Linked DNA regions of Sus scrofa: regions 1, 2 and 3 are each linked to region 4. A link is a contact called in public HiChIP or PLAC-seq and promoter capture Hi-C data. All regions are on one chromosome and are shown on one strand. Each heading gives the region's core, a stretch centred on a gene start, on an enhancer-like site or on the middle of the called end of the contact. The rest is flanking DNA. Distances are from core to core; before and after follow the strand shown.

The links. Promoter capture Hi-C pulls out the DNA fragments that hold promoters and counts their contacts. HiChIP or PLAC-seq counts read pairs in DNA pulled down with a chosen protein or histone mark.
Region 1: a contact with region 4 is called in a promoter capture Hi-C map of fetal liver, with 2.5 times the contacts expected there. The contact joins the promoter of GAPDH here to the promoter of ZNF384 in region 4. A contact is called at or near these places in 1 of 5 promoter capture datasets (fetal liver) and 1 of 2 datasets of contacts at active chromatin or transcription factors (alveolar macrophages).
Region 2: an H3K27ac HiChIP or PLAC-seq map of alveolar macrophages shows a contact between it and region 4. The contact joins the promoter of PTPN6 here to the promoter of ZNF384 in region 4. A contact is called at or near these places in 1 of 5 promoter capture datasets (liver) and 1 of 2 datasets of contacts at active chromatin or transcription factors (alveolar macrophages).
Region 3: a promoter capture Hi-C map of liver shows a contact between it and region 4, with 2.8 times the contacts expected there. The contact joins the promoter of EMG1 here to the promoter of ZNF384 in region 4. A contact is called at or near these places in 1 of 5 promoter capture datasets (liver), 1 of 47 Hi-C or Micro-C datasets (heart right ventricle) and 1 of 2 datasets of contacts at active chromatin or transcription factors (alveolar macrophages).

What each region holds. Positions count from the first base shown.
Region 1 is chr5:64,132,571-64,135,771 of Sscrofa11.1, reverse strand. GAPDH (glyceraldehyde-3-phosphate dehydrogenase) reads left to right here and starts at 1,752. Exons shown (of 12, transcript NM_001206359.1): 1 at 1,752-1,833; 2 at 2,107-2,147. The coding sequence starts at 2,125. LOC110260753 (a long non-coding RNA gene) reads right to left here and starts at 891. Exons shown (of 3, transcript XR_002344125.1): 1 at 565-891.
Region 2 is chr5:63,776,989-63,780,393 of Sscrofa11.1, reverse strand. It overlaps PTPN6 (tyrosine-protein phosphatase non-receptor type 6), which reads left to right and starts at 1,308. Exons shown (of 16, transcript XM_005652593.2): 1 at 1,308-1,532. The coding sequence starts at 1,519. C5H12orf57 (chromosome 5 open reading frame, human C12orf57) reads left to right here. Exons shown (of 3, transcript NM_001243445.1): 3 at 655-884. The coding sequence ends at 806.
Region 3 is chr5:63,749,628-63,752,737 of Sscrofa11.1, reverse strand. It overlaps EMG1 (EMG1, N1-specific pseudouridine methyltransferase), which reads left to right and starts at 1,269. Exons shown (of 6, transcript NM_001243478.1): 1 at 1,269-1,531. The coding sequence starts at 1,364. It overlaps PHB2 (prohibitin 2), which reads right to left and starts at 1,172. Exons shown (of 10, transcript NM_001243556.1): 1 at 843-1,172; 2 at 592-676; 3 at 203-282. The coding sequence starts at 969.
Region 4 is chr5:64,001,728-64,004,963 of Sscrofa11.1, reverse strand. ZNF384 (zinc finger protein 384) reads right to left here and starts at 1,496. Exons shown (of 12, transcript XM_021092415.1): 1 at 1,278-1,496; 2 at 350-409. LOC102163385 (a long non-coding RNA gene) reads left to right here and starts at 1,535. Exons shown (of 2, transcript XR_297164.3): 1 at 1,535-1,877; 2 at 2,089-2,987.

The sequences.
Region 1 (3,201 bases), core at 503-3,002, 130 kb before region 4:
GGACAGTAATGAACAATGACAAGCATGCAGCAAAGGGGAACATGCTTCGGGGAGCAGAGGAGGGTGGAGGGGCTCCTAAGGCCCTTGCCAGGGAGAGTATATGATCCTGGTGCTCCACTTCCCCAGCAGATTCCTCAGTGCCCAGCATCCCGCCTCCCTCACCGTTAAGTGCCCTCAGTCCCTGCTCTTGCCGCTCTTGAAAAGCCTGGGCACCGACTGTGCACATGGCTGCCAGCAACAGCCAGCCTTGGATCTGGGGCCCCAAGGAAGGAGGGCAGTCCCAGAAAGGGAAGGGACAGGACAGGCTTGAGTCGGGGTGCGGGGCAGCGTGCTCTCTGCCTTTTAAGCAAAGGTTATCATCCTGCGGGCTAAACTTAGCCACAGGCTTTTCAGCTGGAAAAGGGGGCTGGTCTCAGGTTACGCTGGGCCAGCAAAGAGGCCCCAATTCCTTCCACCAGCACCTGCTAATGGGCAACGTCCATTCCACCCTCCCCCCACCTTCCCTGAACCTTCAACACTTCAAGTCCTCAGAACCAACCCATCTTTCATCCTCTGCTCACAAACCTGGCCCAGCCCCAGCTTCTGAGGGACTGGTCTTGGAGAAGAATGGATTTCCTCCTCCACATCACGTCTGGGAAGGGGCTAGGGGCCCTTGTCCCCACCCTGTGTCCAAGACCTCCCAATCTTTTCCCTCTTATGGACACCTCACCCTGCCCCCAACATCCCCTGGGCGCAGCCAGTGAAAGGGAGGCCCTGACTGCAGGGCTGGCCTGCACGTCCCAGGATGGGGAGGGACTTCCGCTCTCACGTCCTGCTCTGCCCAGGGCTGGATGGGGTGAAAGGGACATTGTCTCCCAGCCCGGGCCGCTCAGCCCTCAAATTTCCCAGGAGCAACTTTGTGGGAGACCTCTGAGCCTCTACCTGGCCAGCCCCCCAAAGCGATCCTGTCCCCTCGCTGAGGCCCCAGCCAGCCAGGGCCTGGGGGAGAGCAGCTGGTGCACACAGGTCCTGGTTTGTCTGCTCGATTCTCAGATGTCCAGGCTGCCTGTCCTGCAGGGCATCGTGACCTTCAGTGCAGAAACTTCCCTCTCAGGCCTCCTTCCGAGCCTCCTTCCTCTCCAGGCCTCCCACTGGCCAGGGCCAGCCGCGGTCCCCAGCCCGGGGAGGCCAGGAGCCAAGAGAAGGGGAGGGGGGAAAGGGGAAGGGGGCTGGAGAGGGCCTTGCTGGAGGCCCCTCCCGGGCCTTTTCCTCTGTAGTTCCTGGGTCACTACCGAAGAGCCTCGAGAAGTTCCTCAATCTTCCCGCTTCTCAGCTTTTGAAGGGGGGGGGGTAGGGGAGACTGCAGCCGCGAGCTGCGAGCCGCGCCCCCAACCCCGGGTTCCGCTCCAATTTCCCATCCCACTGGCTCCCCATATCCTCCCGTTACATCCCTGCAGCAACTTTAACGTCCCTGGCTCCTTGGGTGTCCTCAGTTTTCGCCAGGGCCCCCTCCTCCTAGTCCACTGCCCCCTGCAGTACAACCCCAACCGGGCCAGGCAGCATCACCGGTCCCCTCCCCCTCTCCGTCCTCAGCCCACTTGTGTGGCGCGTGCACATTGGCAGAACCAGGCGGGTCCAAAGGAAAAAAAAAGAAGAAGTGGGGGTCGGCTACTCGCGACTTTACGGGCGCACGTAGCTCAGGCCTCCGCTGCTGGAGCTAGGACTGGGCGAGGCGAGCCCACGTCACCCCGCCCCCGCCCCGCCCCCTGCCCTATAAATTCCGGCTGCAGCCTTCCCCTGCGCTCTCTGCTCCTCCCCGTTCGACAGACAGCCGTGTGTTCCGTGCATTGCCAGGTAAAGCCTGGCGGAGTGGAGCCACAAGGGTTCGAGGACTGGTCCGAAAGGGACCGGGGGCCGTGCGCGGTCTGGGAGTGTGGGTGCGGGGCCCCGGCTGGAGCCGGAGTTGTGGCTGCGCCGGGCCGGGCCCCTGCATTGCGGGTTGAGGGGGAGGAAGGACGTGCAGAAGAGCAGAGCGAGGATGGAGGCCTGGGGGAGGGGCGGGGAGGGCACCGTCGGGCTCCAGCCGCTTTGCCCCGCGATCTAATGTTCTCTTTCCTCTGCCGGCAGCCGCGTCCCTGAGACACGATGGTGAAGGTCGGAGTGAACGGGTGAGTTAGGGGGTGGGGCAGGGTGGGGCAGTAAGTACTGCAGCCCCCACCAAATTGCGTCCGCAGGTCTCGCCCTACCGGGTCTGTGCAAGCATGTGGGGGACTTGGATGGGGTGGTCGTACCCCACCCCCAAGGAGAACTCAAGGTCAGCGCTCGGACCTGGAGGAGGCCCTCGCAAGGCCTCGTGTCCCCCATCCCTGGCTGTTGCGCGTTCTGTAACTCCGCCTCTGCGGAGCCTTCCTCTTCACCTGCCGCAGATACACAGCCCTGGAGTCTCCAATTCTTGCTTTGGCCCCATCCCCTAATCCCCCAGCTGGGGCTCTTTCTTTCCTTTCGCGCCCTGCGGGGTCACGTGAAGGGGAGGAGCCCATCCCCCCAGCCGCAACCAGTGCCCCCAGCCGGGCAGCCCCGGGATGCAGGAGGCACAGCTGCTGTGCAGAACCAGCTGGGAGGGGGCATCTGCGGTAACCTAGCCGCCATGTTGCAACTAGGAAGGAAATGAATGAACCGCCGTTAGGAAATCTTCCTGAGTCCTTCAATCTTTCTCCTTACTTGCCCATGACTAAGCCTTCTACCCCTGCCTCGTGGGGTGGAGTCTCCTTTATCCGGTAACCCAGGTCCGGCCACGCTTTCCCCTTCTTAGTCAGCTGGACCTCAGCTCTTAGCAAACTAACCCTAGAGCATCCCTTCAAGCCCCAGCCAGATTCCCCCCCCCGGGGATGAGGGGATGCTTTTTCTGGATGGTTCTCTGATGAATCAAAAACGGGGCTTTATGGGGGTGGTCTTGGGTTGTTTCCGGGTTGTTTCCCTTCTCTTTCTCCGGAGAGGTGTGGTAGCGTTGGCTTGGTGCCATGCCGGGGGAGCTGAGTCATGGGTACTTAGAAATTTTCCACAAAATGGCTCCCGGAGCCGGCGGAGCCGCAGCCCCTGTCTCTGCATCAGTGCTCCTTGAAGCTGCTTCCTTCCATCCATGCCTAGGGTTGACCCCACCCTAAAGGCCAAGCTGTAAAGGTCACCAGGAGGATTAGATGTCCGTGAGCCTCGGGAATCCTG
Region 2 (3,405 bases), core at 59-2,558, 220 kb after region 4:
ATCTAACAGTATTGGCACTTAGAACCCAGGGTCTACTGTGAACTTGAGCCAGGTGAAGTCTTAAGTGCATTTTGTAGTTACCATTAATTATATTGCTATCCCATTTTAAGATGAGGAAACAGACTGTAGTAGTAAACCAAGTTGGCAGGTCACAGCAGAGCTGAAACCTAACCCCGTTTTGATAGCTTTTAGTGAGATGTCTGCATGACAGCAACTTTCTGCAGCCCCTCCAAGCAGTTCCAGCTGATCTCTCGGGGTTGGCTGTTCAGTTTATTGAACCGGGTGTTTATTAATTCAGCCCTGCTGGCCCAGAGCTCTCTTCTGTCCTGGCTATGGACTGGCAATCTGGTTGATGTGCATCCTTTGTGCTCTTGTGACTAAATTGTTAAAATGGTTCACGTGATAGGGGTGAACACACTGCTTTGAGATATTTTCATTCACTGCATCCCAGCCAGTTGTGTCCAGTGTAGACTGGGAAGGGGTTGATCCAGACCACACAGGGCAAAGACCTGCATGAGTCTTGTTTTGCAGACAGCTAGCTATCTGGCCGGGGGGTGGGGTGGGCAGCAGCTAGTGACTCGGGCTGCCCCCTCCTGCTGTCCTGGGCTCCTCCAGCCCCTGGGGGTGAGGGTTGACGTTCTGCTCCCCTTGCAGGTGTTCTTAAGTTTGCCCGCTTGGTCAAATCTTACGAAGCTCAGGATCCTGAGATCGCCAGCCTGTCTGGCAAGCTGAAGGCGTTGTTCCTGCCGCCCATGACCCTGCCGCCCCACGGACCTGCTTCGGGTGGCAGCGTGGCCGCCTCCTGAAGGTTGGCCCTCCCGTGGCACTGCCCGGGAAGGGAAGACCTTGGTGTTCTGGAGGATAATAAATGTGCCTGGGACTTAGTCTTGGCGTCAGTCTTAGTCTTGGCGTCAGTCTTTTGTGACCCTGACAACCCCTACATCCTGGCCCAGTTCCCTCAGCCTTTCAGGCCGCTCTGGCTCCCTGTCCAGATCCTTCCTGTGCTCCGGCTGCCAACAGGCTCCAATGGCCGGGGGAGGGATGGGCCGGTCCCTCACCACCCTGGGTCTGGGGGCCTGCCCCGGCGGCGGCGGCGGCGGCGGCGGTGCCTCCTCTGTGTGGGGCTGCCTGGGCTTTTGCGGGGGGGCCCCTTGGCTTCTGGGCGCTGGGAGGCTCCCCCATTGGTTGGTGTGCCCTCGGCCAGCATTACTTCCTGGTCTTCGCCCCCACCCTGCCTCCCGCGGCTCAGTTGGCTGGGCTCCAGGTGGAGCTCCAGGTGGCTCCTCCCCTCCCAAGGGAAGGCGAACCCTGGACAGGCAGCTGCCGAGGGCGGACTGAGGCCAGCCCCGCCCCACCTGCCCCTTTTCCGGGGATTTTTAGTCCAGGGGCTTGGCCCTGCGGTGCCTTTGGCCTGGCGGGCACCATCCAGCGGGAAGTGGCTGAGTTCTGAGCGTTCTTTCTCACCTGCGCCCCACCCCCTGTGGCCTTCTGCCTGTGACTCCTCAGGCCTCTGGGGAGATGTTGTCCCGTGGGTAAGTCCCCTGCTTCACCTGGGTACCACAGTCCCCTGTTCATTTGGGAGGGAGGGGCAGGGTTCCTGCTCACGCCTGATAGGCGTGAGACCAGAGTGCCACCTGCCCCTGCCCCCTGCCTGGGGTCTGCTTTCCGTCCTATGCACTACCTCCCCCCATCCCCCTCCCCACAAGATGCCAGGGACTCCAGGCTCATTCGTGCCCTCTGCCCCCACCTTTTCAAGCACCCTTCCCCTCCCCCTCCCCCCCCCCCCCCCCCCGACAGATACGTGTTTATTCTCACCGTTGCATTTCTCCTTCCACCTTCGGGTCTCCTGTTTCTGCCATACGCTTAGGACCTGTCCCCCTGGGTAGCCCACTCACTTAAAACATTATACATCTGAAAGGTAGACCCGAGAAAGCGCACACGCGCGAGCACACACACACACACACACACACACACCCGCCCCGGTCCCATTCAACTTCCCAATGTCCTTCGGTTTCCCTTGACACCTGTGCGTCAGTTCATTCAGCAGATACCTGTTGAGCATCCAGTATATGCCAGGTGCTTTTTAAGGTGCTATCAATACTGTAGCAAACGAGACAGACACAGTCCCGGCCCTCCCCTTGCTTCCCTCCAGAGGAAAGCCACAGACTGTACAAGGAACCATTAAATAGGATAATTGCAGATTACACAGAAAATGAAACAGTTTCACGTGCTCGCAAACGTCGGGTTGCCGGTGGCATCACTGGTCAGGGAGGGCTTTCCCCAGGAGGTGACATGGGAGCTGAGCCCTGGGTGAGGAGGAAGCACTGGCCTTCAGCGGCTCTGAGCAGAGGAAGGGGCCCGTGCAAAGGCCTTGCTGCGGAAACAAACTAAGCAAAACTGAATAGTGACTTTTTTCCCTGGTAGGGCTTATTCTGTAACATGAGCTGCGAATATTTATATAAAAATGACTATGACAATGAAAAAAAATAGGTTAGGAGTTCCCATTGTGGTGCAGTGGTTGACGAATCCGAGTAGGAACCATGAGGTTGTGGGTTCGATTCCTGGCCTTGCTCAGTGGGTTAAGGGTCCAGTGTTGCCGTGAGCTGTGGTGTAGGTCGCACATGCGGCTTGGATCCCACGTTGCTGTGGCTCTGGCATAGGCCGGTGGCTACAGCTCTGATTAGACCCCTAGCCTGGGAGCCTCCATATGCCGTGGGAGTGGCCCTAGAAAAGGCAAAAAGACAAAAAAAAAAAAAAAAAAAAAAGGTTGGTCGGGAGAGGGGCAGGGCTGGGGCCGGCCAGGCCTTGCTGGAGTCAGGGTATTATGCTGAGGACCCACTTGGCATGTTGGTGAGTTGGTGGCTTGATCGCCCCCAAGTCCTGTAGGTTCTTTTCACGCTCACCTCTGCCCTTGGGGTGTGACCTGCATCCCCCACTGCTCACCTCATCTCTTTCAGCTCTGGTGTCAAGGTGCTTGAATCTTCTGGTCCTTGGTTCCTTCCGCACTCCTGCCTCAGTCCTTTTCCTACCAGGCGGTTGGCAAGGCCTCGCTCAATACAGAATCCTTCCTTGGTTCCTCAGCCTGGTCCTGTGAGACCCTCTGCCGTGTGCCACCACCTCTCAGGGTGGCTCAGCCACAGCGCTCTCCATGGGTCCTATGCCTGCCACCCAGGTGCCTTTGCAGATAGACGTGGCCTCTGCAGAAGCGCCGGCCCCTTTGGCTTCCTTTGTGGGCTGTGCCAATGCCACACTGCTTTCTCCAGCAGTGGCTGGTGTGGCAGGAAGGACAGTGGACTCTGGCGTCAGACAGCCTTGGTTTGTCCCCTTCCCCCTCACTAGCTTGTGACCTTGGGCAAGATACTTCTCTGCGCCTTCCTTTTTGTTTCTAGAATTGGGCTAACGAGA
Region 3 (3,110 bases), core at 20-2,519, 250 kb after region 4:
AGTTTGCATTGGGGGAGGGACAGTTAAAAATGTGCAAACACACAGTGTGTCCAGAATGTACTGCTTTAAGCCAAGCAGCAGATGCTTTTATTATAGTCTGTTTGCAGAAGGGGAAACTAAGAGATCTGACACTACCCTTTTCCCTACTCTCTGGCCAGGCTCCTTTGTTTACTGCCCGAAACGCCCCAGTGCCCAGACCTACCTTTGGAGCCTGTGGGGGAGGAAATTTTTCGGGGTCTGGCTCGAATATCATAGATGATAGGGTACTGGAACCAGGGGATCCTGGAGGAGAGGGAACAAGGATAGGGATTAGGAGACAGCAGTTTCCCTCGTTTTGCTCTGTTCTCCACCACCACCTGTTTCTTGGTCTGCTTCTCTTAAATGACCACGGTCACGGAGACATTCTCTTCTCCCTTTGGAGAACAACAGTATGTGCTGCTGGAGTTTTGGGCAGCACCCACTGTTCCGGGAGATGGGCGTGAGGAGGAGAAAGGGTGGCTGTTGAATGCTTTTGAAAATCTTACTATAGCTACTGGTGAGTCGGGATTCAAGGGTGAAGGGTCAGGGGCAGTCCGCTTTGCCCGCCATTACCTGAAGTGAAGGCCCTCGGCCAGAATGGTGTCCTGCTGCACGCCTCCGATCCGATTAAAGAAAATGGCTCTGTGCCCGCCTTCCACTGCGGGGAGAGGGGTGGGGGGGTCAGACCAGGCAGGGCTCAGAGTACGTGCGAGCTTCTGGCAGGGGCGGGGTGAGGGGCTGGGTGAGCGCGTGGACCCGGCGGGGCTGGGCAGGGGCCTAGGGAGGGTCGGCCGGTGTCCGGAAAGCGGGCGGAGGTTGCTCACCGGTGAACACCGACTCGCGGATGCCGTAGGCCACGGCGCCGGCCCCCAGCAGCAGCTTCAGCGCCGTGCCCATGCCCCGGGGCCCGGAGGGCAGCCGTCCCGCTAAGTCCTTCAAGTTCTGGGCCATGTCCGATCTTGAGGCCGGCGGCACCAGAGGTCAGAAGCGGGTGCCGGCCTGCCTTTACCGCGCTCCAGTTTACGGATCGCACCCTTCACACGAAGGTCCGAGCCCCAGGTGCTTGCTGGAGAAAGGGCACCGGAAGTGCGCTCCCTTCTAAACCCTACCCCCCCGCCCACCCACGGCAGACCCGAGCTTGGCGCACAGGAATTACGCATACGGAAGTTCCTGCCCCTTTCTGGAACCCTGCCCTCCCAGAGAGGCTTCGGGAGCGCCAGACAGAGAGCCGTCGCCATTTCCCAGCGCCCACTTTCAAAATGGCCGACGGAAGGAAGCATGCGATTGGGTGGAGCACGAGGTCCTAATTTGAGAAAATCAGCGCAATTTCCGATTTGGTTGCAAGATGGCTGCGCCCAGTGGTGGATTCCAACCTCGTGAGCGGCGCGCCGGGGAGCAGGAAGAAGACTGGGATGCTGTGGCGCCCAAGCGGCCCCGACTCGGGGCGGGAAGCAAGACCGGAGGCCGCAGACTCATTGTGGTGCTGGAAGGGGCCAGCCTGGAGACAGTCAAGGTAACTTGGGACAAGGAGGTGGAGAGCCAGTAGATCGATAGGCTGGGACCCGGTGGGATGAGGGTGATGGTTTCAAAGTGGATGTAGAAAGCAGAGGTGAAACACTTTTGGAGAAAGTGGTCTAGTTTTCTGTCTCTCGGTTTAATATCCTGAGTTGGCAGTAGTCGTTTTGTCTTTGAATCCTTTTGTAGCCATAACATCCTTGTTTCCAATTGATTAACCAGGATTCTGTGAAAGAAAGTCATCTAGGGTGGATGGGTGCGTTTCGTCCGTCACGTTGTCCCTTTTCATCACATGACAAGTTTATTGGGCACAGGAGAAAAGTAGTTACTGTGGATCATTCAGCCCACTTCTTTACTTAGTGTTTTAATTCATCTCTCTCCCTTCTCTGTATTACTGTACATTTCGAAACAGTGCCTGGATCAGATCATCATAATACTTTTACATCTTTTTATTTTTTTATTAAAAAAATTTTTTAATGGCTGCACCCATGGCATATGGAAGTTTCCTGGGCCAGGACTGAACCAGCGCTGCAGCCACTGGTAGTGGGATTCTTAACCCATTTAGCCACAGCGGCAACTCCAATATTTTTACATCTTTATTTTTAATTATTATGATTGCTTTTTACCAAATAAATCCTGCAATTCCCTTCTTAAAGTTTTGTGCAGTGTTCTCATCCCTTCTGACATTGTTTCTCCTACGTTTTAGAGCTAAGCTTGTTCAATGAGTAGGGCCAGAATGGATAGTACTAGTTTAGAAGTTAGACCTGGATTTTAACCTTGGTTTTTATACTTATGTTAAGGCTGTAGTCTTGAGAAAAAAATGTCTTCACTTTCTAAAGCAGGGGTTATTAATACTTTGAGCGGGAGTGCAGAGAAAATGCTTTTTTTTTTTTTGGTCTTTTTATAGGGCCGCTCCTGTGGCATATGGAGGTTCCCAGGCTAGGGGTCCAATTGGAGCTGTAGCCACCAGCCTACACCACAGCCACTGCAACATGGGATCTGTAACCCCATGAGCAAGGCCAGGGATCAAACCTGTAACCTCATGGTTCCTAGTTGGGTTTGTTAACCATTGAGCCACAACGGGAACTCCAGTGAAAGTGCTTTTTAAGTAGTACATTTCCATAGTAATCTAGGTTTGATTCTTTTCCATCTTTCCTTCCTCAACCACTATGGCACTTTATTAAACTTGCAGTTTAGAAAACCTATTTTTTTTTTTTTTCACCAATTGTGGTGTATGGACGTTTTGAGGCTAGGCAGGGCTCGAATCAGAGCTGCATCTGAAGCCTATTCCACAGCCAGGGCGACACTGGATCCTTAACCCACTGAGCAAGGCCAGGGATCAAACCTGCATCCTCATAGAGACTAAGACAGGTCCTTAACCTGCTGAGCACACAATGAGACCTCCTAGAAAACCTTTTTAGAATGTATTTTTCCTTTTAAGGGTCCCATCTGTGGCATATGGAAGTTCCCAGGCTAGAAGTCAAATCAGAGCTGCAGCTGTTGGCCTACACCAAACAACACCAGATCTGAGCTCCATCTGTGACCTGTGCCACAGCTTGCTGCAACTCAGATCCTCA
Region 4 (3,236 bases), core at 247-2,746:
AAGCTATGCCAAAAGGACTATACTAGCAACTAGGGCCCATGTGTCCCTAAAGCAGAATGAATTTCTCTTTTGGGCACAGTGCAACACTGCTTAGTGATTTCATGCAAGCATTTCACAATTCAATCTTGATGAGGACTGGTGGCAATGGAAGGTGATGGGGTACAGTGCCAACTTTTTGCACAAAATTTCCTGGGTATCCTCAAGAGATAATGAGAGGCTTCTCCCACAGCAAACACCAAGATTACAATTGCTATTATGTGAAGGATTCTGTCACATTGTCCCCAAAACGTCCCTTTATGATCCCTTCTCCCCCCGTACCGAAAAAGCCATTAACCCCCAATTGTCTTACCCTCTCTCTCTCTTCCTCCTGTCGTCTTATTCCTTCTCCTTTCCAGGGCTCCTGAACTTTCTGTAAACAAATTGTCTGGGTTACAGGGGCCGGTAAGGGTGCAGCCACCGGAGAACTGGAGAACCTCAGGAATTCTTTGACTGTCAGCACTCAGTCTGGAAGGCAGGCCGACCCCCAACCAACAATCCAAAGATGCAAGGATATAATAACAGGAGTGTAGTGCCACCCCTATGTGGATACAAGGCAAAGAAGTTCAATTCCCATCAACTAAGATGAACTCTATCACCAGTGTGAGGGTTCCACTTGGGCTCAGACACTGGTTCTTCTTGGTTTCCCAGGGCCGCAGGTAGTCGGGGGTGAGAGAACAGAGAGTTGGAAGAAGAGAAGGGTCCCTGCCTCCTGAGGATTGGCTCAGAAAGCAAAGCTGAGGACTAAGGGGGATGCACAAGCCCTTGTGTCAGGCACAGTGCCAGTTTAGGCCCAGCCGCTTCCTCTGGCCTCCCCCCCACTTCTGCGAGGACTTCGCCCCTGCCTACCCAAGGCCCTACGCCAAGAAGTACCTCCCTCAGCCTGCACAGTGGTCTAGCTATTGGAGACCCCGGCTGATCCCCAAACACCTTCGCTGCCCTGAGACAGCCCTTGGGCGCCTTCTCCTGATGTCGCCCTCCACCCTTTCCTCAAATACCCTTCTTTGGGACGCCTCTCCTTCCCCTCCAGGGAGCTGAACTCTGCCACCCACCAGACAGACACCCGCCCCCTAAGCCCCCCCATTCCTCCCCATCGCCCGCTCCTCCACAACCACTTCCGGTTCCGGGACGGACACACGTACAGTCCCATCGAGGACCCCCCTTCTCCGCCCCCCAAGGAAAAGGGGAGGGGGAGGAGCAGAGAGCTCGGCGCGCGCCGGCTGCAGCGGCGCGAGACTCACCCGGCGGCGACGGCTGCGGCGGCGCCAGAGCGCGGGAGGGGCGGCGTTTGCTGGGAAAGGAGGGAGCCGAGTATGGTGGGAGGACCCGGAGGGGGCGAGGGGAGGGGGGAGAGCGCGAGGCGAGCGCGCGGGCACGCACTTTAGGCGCGAGACAGACCCACACACTCACACGCACGGAACGCGCGCGAGACACCCGCAGGGCGGGGGCGCGAGGCAGTGGGTGGCCCCCTCCCGCCCTCCCTCCCCTAACACTCACCCGGAAGTGGTGCTGCAGCTTGTGCTCCCGAGAACCCCGATTCCTCCACGCCCCCTCCCTCCCTCCCTCCCCCCACTGGCTCGGAGTTGAGCCGAGGCTGAGAGAAGGCGGGAGCGCCGGAAACGAAAAGGGGGGAGGGAGGGAAATAGCTATGTAGGGGGGGCCACAATGGGGAAAGGGGGAAATGCAAAGGTCGAGTCACTTCCGGGAGCGGCAAGAGCACATCCGGCGCGGCTCGCGCTCCAGGGTATTCAGGGCGGACGTTACGACAAATAGGGGCGGAAGTGGCTTCTGCCCAGGGACGCAGGACCCGCCAGGGATGTGACGCCACAGCGGAAGTGAAGGTGGGTTCCTCTAAGGGCAGGAGTTGAACTGCGGTCCCGGGCTTCCGGAAGGGACTTCTGGGGGAGTGGGAGGGTGGGAAGGCGACAGGTTCATGAATTATGCATCAAGGTACGTGGGGAGGTTTGGATTCTTAAAAGGCCGGTCGTGGTTCTCTTCCCCCAGGGGGCGACAGGCTGATATAGGGAGTTATCTACCATTCTTATTTCTTAGGTGTGCTCTTGAATGTCTCAATACTGTGAATACACGGAGAGGGATAAGGGTGTGTCGGCTTTCTGAGATCCCTACTTTGGCCCAAGGAGTAACTAATAACCTTTCCCAGCCATCAGAGTCCGCCCCGTCTCTGACCACACCCGTTACTCCCCTTTTCTTTGGTCTCTAAACTCCACTGGCCGTCGTCCACAGCTCTATCTCCTCCCCTGGCTTTACTTTTAAATATATCACTCACCTCTACCTGGTACATTGTTTGCTGTCCTCCTTTTCCTTCTGGAATGTCGGCTCCATGAGGACAAGGACTGTGAATTGTTCACTGCCCTATCCTCAGAGCTGGGCGCTTAACCGTCGGTAAACGTTTATTATATCAACTATCAACGAACAGTTACAATGAAATCTTTCAGGAAGCCTTCCTCGATTGCTCCAACCCGTAACGATCCTGTCCTCTGAATTCCCACAGCATTCGGTCCCTACCTTTTGTTGCTGTTTTGACTATTTCGTGTATGTGATCTTCAGCGAAATTGTCAGCAACTCAGGGGAGAAACTGTCTCATACATGGTACCTTCCCACTGCTTTGCTAATCACACAGTAAATGCTGAATAAATATATGCCATTTAAGCAAATAAATGCTCCCACTAGCCTGCCCCGGATCTGACTAGAATCCCTCTGGGCTTGGCTCTATTTTGAGTGAAACAGAATTGAAGTGCCTCCTATTAACAGTAATATTTCCTTGCTTAGAGATTAAAATAACCGTGATAGGAATAATTGTAATGCCAAATCTTACAGATAATGAACATAAGACTCTGAAGACTTCAGTGAATTTTCCCAAAATCACAGCGCAGAAGTAGCAAAAGATACCTAAAAATAAACATTTCAATTAAATGTTTAAATGGAGGATATGTATTGTGGGCTTGTAAGTGTATCTTTTTAAAGATGTCTGCTCTCTCTACCACATTTTGGGACTCTGTACTCAGTCTGTGTCAACCCAGTAGCCACAAGTGGCAGGATAAAGGTCTGAAGGGCACAGGTGTGACAAGACCCAGGTGCTGAATGGGTTAGCGATCAGCCATGTGAGAAATCTTGACTTTGGGAGCTGCTATAGAAAAGTAGGAGCAAAATGGCAGTAATCACTCTAAGTCCTGGTTCTC